Regions from separate parts of the Mus musculus genome. Here all the other regions are linked to region 3. Evidence: chromatin contacts called from public HiChIP or PLAC-seq and promoter capture Hi-C data. All regions are on one chromosome and are shown on one strand. Each heading gives the region's core, a stretch centred on a gene start, on an enhancer-like site or on the middle of the called end of the contact. The rest is flanking DNA. Distances are from core to core; before and after follow the strand shown.

Region 1 (2,700 bases), core at 110-2,609, 530 kb after region 3:
AATGAGTTCCCACTTCCAAGCTGCATATACCAGTCATGATTGTACGAAAACCCAGCATCAGCTGCTGGGCATGGTGGTGCACTTTCAATCCCAGCACCTGGGAGGCAGAGGCAGGCAGATCTCTTGAGATTTTAAGGCTAGCCTGGTCTACAGAGTGAGTTCTAAGACAGCCAGGGCTACACAATAAAACCCTGTCTCAAAAAACAAAAACAAAACAGAACAACAACAACAACAAAAAACCAACATCAGTGCTGTCTGGGTCCCTCCAATGTGGCACGACAGTATCCACGAGGTCATTATTATCTCACTGGTGTAGGGCCATCTCTTGTATCTATCTCTCCAAAACTTCTTGGACGCCGACTAGCAAATCCTAAGTCCATTCATCCATAATATAGGCCTCTCACACTGTTGACAGTCAGAGGGGGTTTTGGAGAGAGACCCTCTGGATGTAAGTCCAAAGGGTATAAACAAAGCAAGGGTGGGGTTTGGGGTGGGAGTGTCTGAGAACACAGGCTGTGTCCCCTAGTCCCCAGGGCACGGTCTCAGATGCCCAGCCTCATAGTTCTAGCCTCCCTTTCAGGAGCAGACAAAAGCTCCAAGTGTCCAGATAAAGCCAGCAAGCTCTGGGCCACTGGACAGAGTGGGGAGGGGCAGAGGGAACTTCCCAACACAGCACTGATGCTGCTCAGCCCGGTCTGTTATGATTCCACGAGTGGTGTGGCTGCTTTCACTGTACAGACAAACAAACAGAGGCTACTGGAGGAACCTAAGGGTATAGAGGCAGTGCCAGACCACGAGTACCCTCAAATTATGTCTCCCACGTGGCGCAACCCCTCAAACCCTGCTGTCAACTGGGATGTGTGCCCTCCTCCTGCTCAGGGCCTCAGACCTGCCAAAGAAATTGGCCTCCTTGATATCCGTGGTGGTGTTGCAGTGCCCACAGTAGCGGAACTGATAGTCGTAGCTCCGTTCCCGTAGCACCATTTCGTCTTCTGAGATGGAGTCCTTGCGACTTGTGCTTCGAAGGCGAACTGGACCACCACCACCACCAGCTGCCTTCTTCTCCTCTGGGGCCGAAAGCAAGGAGAGATGAGAAAGAGGTGAGGAAGGAGAGATGTGAGGGAGGTGGGAGGCTTCCCTTCCCTCCCCCCCCCTCAGTGTCTCCTCTACCCCTGTGCTACAGTTTCCAACCCAGACCAGGCAATGCCAGGCCATCTGCCCCCAGGTTTACTCCCAAGAACTAAGAGAAGTCCGTAGGAATTTGCATCGCTGGCGTCAGCCTGAACACTACTCATGGAATGAGCGAATCCCGTGGCTAGTTATCTGCCTCCAGTGAGATCTATCCCACATAGTTCTCATAGTTGGAGACTCTCATAGTTGGTCACCATGACCCAGCTCGTCCTACAAATCTACAGAGGCACTGGGAAGGCTTGGTGTGCCCTTTGCAGACAAGACCGGTTTGGAGGCTGTGCTGGATCCATGGCCACACAGTTCGACCTGGTAGAGCTAAGCTGAGAACTAAGGCACTGTCCTAGACACCATGCCTGCTGCCCATGGCCAGACTGAGACAAAGACAACAAACAGCACTTGCCTCTGCCCAGTGTGCTCTGCCAAGGCCCGTCTGGGGACAGGTGGGAAGGCCCAGCTAGAGCTCACACAGCCTGACTGGGCTCTACCTGGTGCCTTGAATGCTAACATTAACTTTCAACAGAGTTTCACTGGGAGATGCTGACCGTCTCCTTCTTCAGCCATGAAAAGTGAGTTTCAGGGGTCAGACTGTCTTAAGTCCATGGAGTTTCATAATCAGCATCTGAAACCAGGGCTTCTAGATCAAAGCGCCAGGGCCTTTCTGGGTAGGGAACGGACAGCTGCGTCTCCTGGGCACACACTCACCACCATCACTTTTGGAGAAAAGGGCAGCTGTGATGTCCCGGCCTAATGCGTCACATGCACTGCTGTGGGCCTGCTCTGGGAACTTCCCTTTGAAGTCATCCAGGCACTCCAGAGCCTCGGCCACATACTTCAGTTCAAAGAGGCACCGGGCCAGACGGAAGTGTGCCTTCAGGTGGCAAGGGTTTAGGGAGATGGCCTTGAGGCAGTCCCGGAGGGCATCATAGTGGTCCCCGTCCCTGAGAAGGTACAGGAACATAGCTTAGAGGTGAGAGAGGCCCTGTGGCAGATACAAGGTTCCCACCATCTTCTGTGGCTACTTCTAGGCCATCTCTGACAACCCTCAGGGTGAGGAGATAAGGAGATGAAGCCTTGGCGAAGCCCACTGCTCCCTCCCTGGGAGCAGGAGTAAGCTGAGGCTCAAGCCAGGAGCCTGAGGCTTGGCGAGTAAAGAGCAGTGTCGGGCTGCCCTCTGCTGGGCGTAGGCTGCAACTGTGCACTGTTCACCTCAGGCACCCGCAGCTCTGCAGCAGAAGGCCTGGCATCCTGCCCACCGCAGACTCCCCAAGCCCTCCTTCTCTTTTCCTTCATCCACCTCCTCAAATCCCCCTGCTGGTCTTCAAAGCTATGTCCAAGGCAGGGGGCCCTCAAGGACAGTTCTGTGGCCTGGAGAAGCCAGAAGTGTTAGGCCAGGGACTCAGGGTCTGACCAGCATGCCCTCAGCCAGACCCCCCTCTGTCCTGGCTGACTGATCTGCAGCAGCTGTGGCCTCCACCTCCTGGGGCTGGAGGATGGGGCCTGACTGTCTGG
Region 2 (2,700 bases), core at 140-2,639, 570 kb after region 3:
ACTTTCAAGTTGCTCCACCAACACATTTACCTCAAGAGATTTAAGAACACCAGAGACATTCACAAGAAATTAGTCACACTCAGCTGCTAAGATAAATCGTCTGTACTGCTCAGATAAATCGCATGTAAACCCTCATACTTTTTTTTTTTTAATTCTTATTAGTCCTGGTAATGCACCTGCAGCGGAGAGCAAACCATAAGTCGCCAAGAAACTCCAATCACCGGGCTTGGGATGGGGGGTGGGGGGTGGGGCGTGGGACGGGACGCTCCACTAAAGCTTTTCAGAAAGAGATCCTGCGGGTTTGCAGTTTATCTCTACCGATTCTTATTTACCCTTTGAAGTGGGTACTAATAGCCCACTCCCAAGCAGAGACCCTTTGTACTTAGCGCTACAGTCGATGATGCAAACACCTTGGCAAAGTTCAGTTTGGTGCCAGGATGAGCCACTGAAGGCATCTGCGACTGCCAGAAGCCTGAAAACTCACTCTCTTTCTCTCTCTCTCTCTCTCTCTCTCTCTCTCTCTCTCTCTCTCTCTATAGAGAGAGAGAGAGAGAGAGAGAGAGAGAGGAAGGAGAAGGAGAGAAAGAAAGAAAAGGAGTATGGGGTGACAGAAACAGAGAGCAAGAGAGGGAAAGAGAGGCAGAGAGACACGGAAAGAGCAGACCAGGTCATTGACCTCTTGAAACTTCCACCTGCCCCTTTCTTCCTGAGTGCGATCGGCGCCAGATCAGATGTCAAAAACTCCGCAAAAAATAAATAAATAAAAGTCCCGTGATAGGACGACTTCTACCTCTGCCCCGGTGGAGCCTGCGGGACTCCTACAGCCTTCCCCCACCCCCTCCCCCGACCTCCCAGCCAGTCCTCTTCTAGCCTCCCTTCCCCGGCCCTTTCTGCCCTTCCTCGCCGCCGAGGCCTGACCCCTTCCCGGGACACCCCGGAGTCCCGAGGCGATCGGGCTCAGGCCCCCAAGCAGGGAGCCGGCCCAGAGCGGACGGCCCCGGAGCCGGGGCTCTGGGAGCCGGTCCCCGACTCGACATCTGCGGCGGGGATGGGGCGGCGGCGACCCGTACCTGTCAGGTCTCTTCCCAGGACCAGCAGCGGAGCAACTTCAGGAGCCCATGTCGGTCCGGGGGGGCCCGGCCCCTCTCCCGGGAGCAGGGGTGCGGATCCCGGGAAGGGGGCTGGGGACCCGGGCAGCTCTAGCCTCTTCCCATGCTCCCCGCCCGGCGCCTGGCCGGGGCCGGACAGCGCCTCCGCCCGCCCCTGCGCACCGCCTCACACCCGCGCTCACACACACTCACACTCCCTCGCGCGCTCTCACACACGCACTCCCCTCCCTCCTCCTCTGTTTATCTCCTCCAGCTGTCTGGGGACCCAGGAGAAGTCCCGCACTGCGCCTGCGCCACGCAGTCTCCGCGCCGGCCCCGCGTCTCACGGTCCGCGGCTACGCTACGGCGATGGCGCTCGGCAGTTTCCTGAATAGTGAGCGCGGGCCCTAGTCCTCTCTGCCACCCTCACCCCCCCTCCATCGCGCGCCCGGTCAACGTCTGCTGCCGGTGGCGCCCACTAACCTGCTAGCGGGGGAGCCCCCCACTTCGCCGGGGCCAATCGGCTTCACCGCTCGCGGGAACGGCAGCCAGTGGGCGGGCGGAAAAGCGGGGCTCAGCTCTGGAGTATCATGGGAGTCGTAGTTTTTCGCCATCGCAGAGGTCCTGCGGCGTGGACTTGCCCCGCCCGGTTACCATTAGTTACCTGGACGCACCTCCCATCCCACTACACCTTTTCTGAGTCCCAATTCCACATGTTCTCCCAGGTCCAGTACAGACCCTCCAAGGGCTAAGAGCTCATCAAAATTGCTTTTGATGCTGTAAATTAGGGGACACCTAAGGCTAAGACCCTGAGTCCTCCCAGAGCAAAGCCTCAGCCTGCTCCTTGCTCTAGGGGGCTGCTGAAGTTACAGGTTCCATGCTCGAATCTTCAGGTGCTGGAAGGAAAAGGTCCTATGTTGAGTGACCTGGGAGCTCTAGGAACCCAGATCGATGGCAGACAAGGTCTATCTAATACTAGCCAAGTAATTGCTCTTCTGACTTTCAAGCTCCAAGTCAGAACGGAGACACCCTCCTCTCTAAGGGAGTTCCAAGGTGACAAAGGTGGCAGTAAAGATAACTTAAGGGAGAGAGACCAGGAGCTTCAACTCAAAAGCAATCACCTTACATTTCTCTTCTCTTAGAGTGGCAGATACACAGTATGCCAACGTCTAAGTAATAACACTTTTATTTTCACTGTATTGGGCATGCTCTCTTTGATAGATACAATTGTTCCTATGTTTTTAAAAAGAAGAAACAAGCATAAAGTAGTTAAAAAGATGCTAGCCCAGGGTCACACAACTGGTTAGAAAACAAGGAATGAAACCAGGCAGTGCTGGAGACTAAGTACAAACATTTAGCACTTAAGAGTGCTGGTCCAGGGTTGGAGAGATGGCTCAGCGGTTAAGAGCACTGACTGCTCTTCCGAAGGTCCTCAGTTCAAATCCCAGCAACCACTTGGTGGCTCATAACCATCCATAATGAGATATGATGCCCTCTTCTGGTGCCTCTAAGACAGTTACATTGTACTTATTTATAATAAATGAATCTTTGGGCTGGAGCTAGCAGGGCTGACTGGAGTGAGCTAAGGTCCTAAATTCAATTCCCAGCAACT
Region 3 (2,700 bases), core at 166-2,665:
CATCTTTGGATCTTTTTAACTGTGGCCATGTATGGCCATGAGGTTTCTTTTGTTTGTTTTCTTTTTTTTTTCTTCAAGACAGGGTTTCCCTGTGCAGCCTTGACTGTCCTAGAACTCACACTGTAGACCAAGCTGGCCTCAAATTCACAGAGATCCACCTGCCTCCACCTCCCAAGTGTTGGGGTTAAAGGCGTGTGCCAACCCCTCCCCCAGGTAGGGTTTCTTTCTTTGAAAACATGAACATGTTATCTATGCCCTGGATACAAGCCTGTGTGTGCGTATGAACATGTGTGCTGGAGTGTGTGCTTGTGTGTGTGTGTGTAGAGGACAACTTGTAGGAGTTGTGATGGAGCAGCCTGACTCCACCTTAAGTTCTGAAGCCATCTTATCATACTACCAAAATAAGTCCATTCCTCTTTTCTATAAAACTTAATTTGACCAGGTCTTGACCAACTTTCTGAATTTCGACAGGTTCCACACCCTATACCCTGATTTCAGTCTGATAGACGTTCTGCCAAATAATGCTGAAATGTTCGACCAAGTGCCTACATAACCCTTGAAAATGTCCATATTCTTGCAGTTTTGGGGGTTATATAAACCTCACCTCTTGTGTTCGATGCTGTTTTCTCATTTTGTATTTGTTTTGTTTTTTCGAGACAGGGTTTCTCTGTGTAGCCTTGGCTGTCCTGGAACTCACTCTGTAGACCAGGCTGGCCTCGAACTCAGAAATCCTCCTGCCTCTGCCTCCTAAATGCTGGGATTAAAGGTCTGTGCCACCACTGCCCGGCGATGCTGTTTTCTCAAAACCCCAGTTTAGCGAGATAGCCATCTCTGACAAAATTAAGCTTGCTTAATTTGACCAAAAATTGTTTAATCATTTCTACTCATCTTCAGTGGGATTAACAGTTGAGCCTCTCCTTCCACCATCACGCAGGTATTTATTTATGAATACAATATCACTATCTTCAGACACACCAGAAGAGGACAGCAGATCCCATTATAGATGGTTGTGATCCACCATGTGGTTGCTGGGAATTGAACTCGGGAGTTCTGGAAGAGCAGAAAACTAGCAGTTTGGCGGGAAAAGGGGGCTAGCGAGCGGCGGAAGTGATGTAGGGTTGCATGCGACGGAGATGGGGTGTGTGTGAAGAATGCTTGAGGATGGCCCCGGAAGTATCGTTTTGATTGGTTGTTTTCTTGAATACTGTCCTATCGGAAATTTGCCCTCAGTAAAGATGGCCGCGCATGCTTCCATTCCTTCTTGGGGCCGGGTGTTTTTCCTAAGCTTGGCCTTGATACCGAAAAAAAAAGGAGGGGACTCATGAGTTCTGATTGGCTGAAGGTAAATGTGTCCAGGGCGCTGATTGGCTGTCCCTTCGCGGGAAGGAGTTTGTGGCGCCAGTGCAAAGTAGCCAGAAGGCTGCCACGCCAGAGCGGCACAGAGTTCCCAAGTGTTCTTAGTTTTCGTGTCCGAGCGTCTTGGGCCGCTCTCTCCGGAGAACTGCGACCAGGATGTGGAATAGTAATGGCGGGCGTGGGGAGAGTCACGCGAGGGTGTTGGGAGTGGGCGAGTCTGGCGCAGGAAGGCCGGGACGGAGCGAGAGGCCCGAGGCGGGCTCGGCGGCGTTCGCGGGGTGGCAGGGGGATTGTCGCGGCTGGGGCGGTGGGGACAGCGGTCGCCAGGTATAGAGATGGGGAGCGCAGCGCAGACTCTGACGACGGTCGTTCCCCGCAGGCGGATTCGAAAGCTTCAGCAGCTCCACCTATGGCGGAGCAGGCGGCTACACGCAGTCCCCCGGTGGCTTCGGGTCGCCCACACCGTCGCAGGCGGAGAAGAAATCGGTACGTAGACTGACGGCTCCGTTCTCATTTGTGTCCTGGCCAGGAGGGAACGTGTTTTCGTGCGGGAGGGTGGCACACCCCAAGGTGTCAGAAGCTGTCCGTTACCTACCTTGTCTTTTGTATGGTCAAGTGGGGAACAGGGTTTTTATTATTTTATTGTTTGGCAAGCCTGCAGTGGTTCGCCCGGCCTCCATTTTCCTGGCCCTACCACTCGAAAGTATGCTTTAGTAGAGTTTAATATCGCTGTCCCCAGGGCACAAAAATCCCTGAAGAACAAGAGTCCACTGTGTTCAGAACAGGTTTGGGGTTGTTTCCTGTTGGTAACTGACAGGAAGGACACGCTAAGCCTTAATCTGCTGGGCTTTTTCTGCCTCGTACATATTCATTGTATGACCAAGTGTTTTGGAGGTGTTTGTAGCTCTGGCTGGCCTGGAACTCAGAGATCCACCTGCCTGTACACTGTAGTTGTCTTCAGACACACCAGAAGAGGGCATCAGATACCACTACAGATGGTTGTGAGCCACCGTATGGTTGCTGGGAATTGAACTCAGGACCTCTGGAAGAGCAGTCAGTGCTCTTAACCGCTGAGCCATCTCTCCAGCCCAAAAAGATCCTTTCTTAAAAAACAAACAAACTACATTGCTCGTAGGTGGCTTGAGAGGCAAGTGTCTTTGCTAGATGCTCCTCTGCCCACTCCATCTGACTCTCCTGTTAAGATGCCCAAAGATGAGCAGCTTGACGAAACTCACCAGGTTTTCTGCAGAGACTGCCATCTGGTTGCCAGAATATCTCCTAAAAGAAGCTATACTTCTAACTTCTTCCATTTTATCAAGAAACCTAGAGCATCTTCGTAGTCCT
Region 4 (2,700 bases), core at 167-2,666, 870 kb after region 3:
AACCCTGTCGGGGGTGGGTACTATTAAAGTCCCCATTCTACAGGTGAGGGCACTGAGGTTTGGAAACGTAAAATGACTGCCTGCAGGCCACACAATTAGTGGGAGGTGGAGCTGGGACTGGAGCCAGAGATGGAGTTCTTAACCATAATGAATAATAAAAGAAACCAATAGGAAGAAGTAGGAGGGAAAGGTGGGACTCACCCCGGGTGCGTTCAAGTGGGGGTGTATGTGCCCTCAAGGAGTCACAGGGCAAGTGACTCCAGCTAGAGGCTGAGGGTGGGTGGAAACTTTGGATGCATGAGTGGCCCGAGAAAACTATAAGCAGCCACTCCTCCATCCTTCAGTCCTAAAACGGAGCTACAGTGTAGGCCAACCCTAGGTCACTGGGAAAAGGTCAGAAGCCCATAGGGGCAAATAAGACAGGCCGTGTGAAAGCACTCAGGTCTCTTTCCTGAAAAGGATCTTGATGCCGCCCGCTGTCCCGGTGGTGGACCGCCACCGAGGGATGCAGAGTGTCCGGAGGGGAAAGAGACAGGGCAGGGTGGGAGACACCTAGAGGACTAGGGAGCTAAGAGAGCGTCGGGAAGAAGCTTTGGAGAAACTAAGGAAAGTGCTGGAGAGAGAAGGGCCTGTCTGAGAGGCCCAGAGATGCTTTAGGGAGGACTGCCTCCGGGCCTAGGGTGACCATGACTGAGGGAAAGCGGGTGTGGGAGCCAGGACCCTGTAGAACCTTGGAGGGACTTGAGAGGACGCCTAGAAAAATTCATGGTAGGGTGTCCACAGCCAAAGGACACAAAAACTTACTTGTCTGAGGACAGGAATGAAAGACGCCTAGAAGGGTCAGAAAGAGCCTGGGATAGGCAAGAACCAGCCAGTGAGTGACCGCAGGTGGACCTGAGGGACCCGGCAAAAGCTGGTGACCCGGGCGGGGCACCCAAGGTCCGGGTGGCGAGAAGGGGTTCCGGGGTTCCGGGGCGGCGGGCGGAGGCCCGAGGGCTCACGGATGCGGGCGGGGAAGGAGCGGCGGCCGGGGACGCAGTGCCGGGGTGGGGGTGGGCGAACTCACTCGAAGACGAAGAAGAGGATGGTGGTGCTGAGGATGAGCAGCAGCGTGAGCGCGAAGACGCCGCCGTGGCCGGCCAGCATGAGCCGGCCTCCGCAGTAGAAGCGGTTGCGGCCCGGGAACACCTCCCACTTACGCCGGGGCCGGCGGCCCAGGCTCCCGCTGCCGCTGCCGCTGCCGCTCCAGCGCGGCGCGCCAGGCGCGGGCCCGGGGCTTGGAGCAGGGGGCGCGGCGGGGCCGGGGCGACGCGCCCCGGGGGAGGCGGGCGGCGGGGCGGCCCCGGGGCTTATCTGCTGGTACTCGCAGTCCTTCATGCGGCCGGCCGCGGGCCTCGGCTCCGCGCCCGGCCGCTCCGGGACCGGGCCGAGCAGCGGAGGTGGCGGCGGCGCGCGCGGCGCTGGCGGGCGGGCAGGCAGGCTCGCTCGGGTTGGCCTCTCCGCTGCCGCCCCGCCCCCGGCTCGCTCCGCAGCGCCTCCTGCGCCCAGCCCGGGCTCTGCAGATGCGGCCTCCAGGGCTCCCTCAGCTGCCGGTGCTCTCAGACCCTGCCTTAGGAGTCAGAGATTCAGGGGACAGCTCAGGCACTCCAGGCTCGCCCACCTCTGAGGGCAAGCTGGTAAGGGTGCTTTGAAAGTTCCGAGTGTCTAAAGGGGTGTGAGTGAAATATCCTTTAGTCTTTCCCTCCCTGCTGTCCTAGGTTCAACCCTGGGTTCTAGATAATCCCCAAATGGAGATCATGCCTAAGGGCCCCAAACTTTTTTCAGGTGGGTGTTTTCACAACAGACCTAACCAACCAGGAACTGGGGTGGGCTAACTCCTGGTGACTGAGACAAGTAGGGTTCAAGGACCTTCAGGCCAAGGTCCAAGGTGAATTTGCAACGAGCTGGGCTACAAGTGAGTCCCTGTTTCAGCTGAAAACACACACACACACGCGCACACTATATTTTCTAGGACTCAGGTCGGAAGTCCAGAAATATTTTAGCAAATTCTTTTACATGCATCACCCCCAAAGCTCATAGGGCTAAATCAGGCAGTCTTATCTGGAGCAAATGGGGTCCAGCCTCCTTGCAAACCATTCAAGTTGATGGTGGAACTTATTTCTCGTGATGTGACTGGAGGCCTGGGAGTTTTGCTGAAACTCCACCCAAAGTTACTAGAGCTCATTGCAGTGGCTCACCAGCGAGGTTTCTCTGAAGGACTTGTGCACTTCCTGAACCTGACAAGGAGAGTTTAGCATCCATTTGTGAAAACAGGGATTGCTAGCTGGCTATGGTGGCCCACGCCTTTACTCCCAGCACTTGGGAGGCAGAGGCAGGCGAATTTCTAAGTTCGAGGCCAGCCAGGTCTACAGAGTGAGTTCCAGAACAGCCAGGGCTACACAGAGAAACCCTGTCTCGAAAAACAAAACAAAAGAACAGGGATTGTTTTGCTTTTGGGATACTTGAGTATCCCACCCAGGACCTCACCAGCTGGGCAACCCCTGTCTCTAGCACTGAGCTGCTCCACCTGCCCTAAGACAGATCATTTGTGTTTGTGTGACTGAACGTGCACGTGGGGAGACCGAGAGGGCAGGCCTACGTATGCATGGAGGCCTGAAGAAGGTCTCAGATCCTTCAGAGCCGAAGTTCACTGTAAGATAC

The links. Promoter capture Hi-C pulls out the DNA fragments that hold promoters and counts their contacts. HiChIP or PLAC-seq counts read pairs in DNA pulled down with a chosen protein or histone mark.
Region 1: a contact with region 3 is called in an H3K27ac HiChIP or PLAC-seq map of double positive thymocytes, with 4 times the contacts expected there. The contact joins the enhancer-like site here to the promoter of Rpa2 in region 3. A contact is called at or near these places in 2 of 484 Hi-C or Micro-C datasets (embryonic stem cells and uterus), 1 of 115 datasets of contacts at active chromatin or transcription factors (double positive thymocytes) and 3 of 9 other capture datasets (adipose tissue, embryonic stem cells and liver).
Region 2: a contact with region 3 is called in a promoter capture Hi-C map of neutrophils, with 3 times the contacts expected there. The contact joins the promoter of Wdtc1 here to the promoter of Rpa2 in region 3. A contact is called at or near these places in 4 of 39 promoter capture datasets (the C10 cell line, hippocampal neurons, liver and 1 more), 1 of 115 datasets of contacts at active chromatin or transcription factors (kidney) and 2 of 9 other capture datasets (liver and pancreatic islet).
Region 4: a promoter capture Hi-C map of liver shows a contact between it and region 3, with 2.3 times the contacts expected there. The contact joins the promoter of Zdhhc18 here to the promoter of Rpa2 in region 3. A contact is called at or near these places in 1 of 39 promoter capture datasets (liver) and 1 of 115 datasets of contacts at active chromatin or transcription factors (microglia).

The regions. Positions count from the first base shown.
Region 1 is chr4:133,295,527-133,298,226 of GRCm38.p6, forward strand. Wdtc1 (WD and tetratricopeptide repeats 1) reads right to left here. Exons shown (of 16, transcript NM_199306.4): 13 at 1,894-2,129; 14 at 890-1,067. Among named protein-coding and RNA genes, the nearest start is that of Tmem222, 19 kb to the left of the region's middle. Within about 2 kb of position 1,360, at least 71 of the 459 cell types and tissues checked have an H3K27ac peak or open chromatin away from gene starts, as enhancers often do. A contact at or near this core is called in double positive thymocytes and uterus, where this site is marked.
Region 2 is chr4:133,337,926-133,340,625 of GRCm38.p6, forward strand. Wdtc1 (WD and tetratricopeptide repeats 1) reads right to left here and starts at 1,390. Exons shown (of 16, transcript NM_199306.4): 1 at 1,071-1,390.
Region 3 is chr4:132,766,945-132,769,644 of GRCm38.p6, forward strand. Rpa2 (replication protein A2) reads left to right here and starts at 1,416. Exons shown (of 9, transcript NM_011284.3): 1 at 1,416-1,522; 2 at 1,736-1,842. The coding sequence starts at 1,513.
Region 4 is chr4:133,632,013-133,634,712 of GRCm38.p6, forward strand. Zdhhc18 (zinc finger, DHHC domain containing 18) reads right to left here and starts at 1,417. Exons shown (of 8, transcript NM_001017968.2): 1 at 1,067-1,417. The coding sequence starts at 1,377.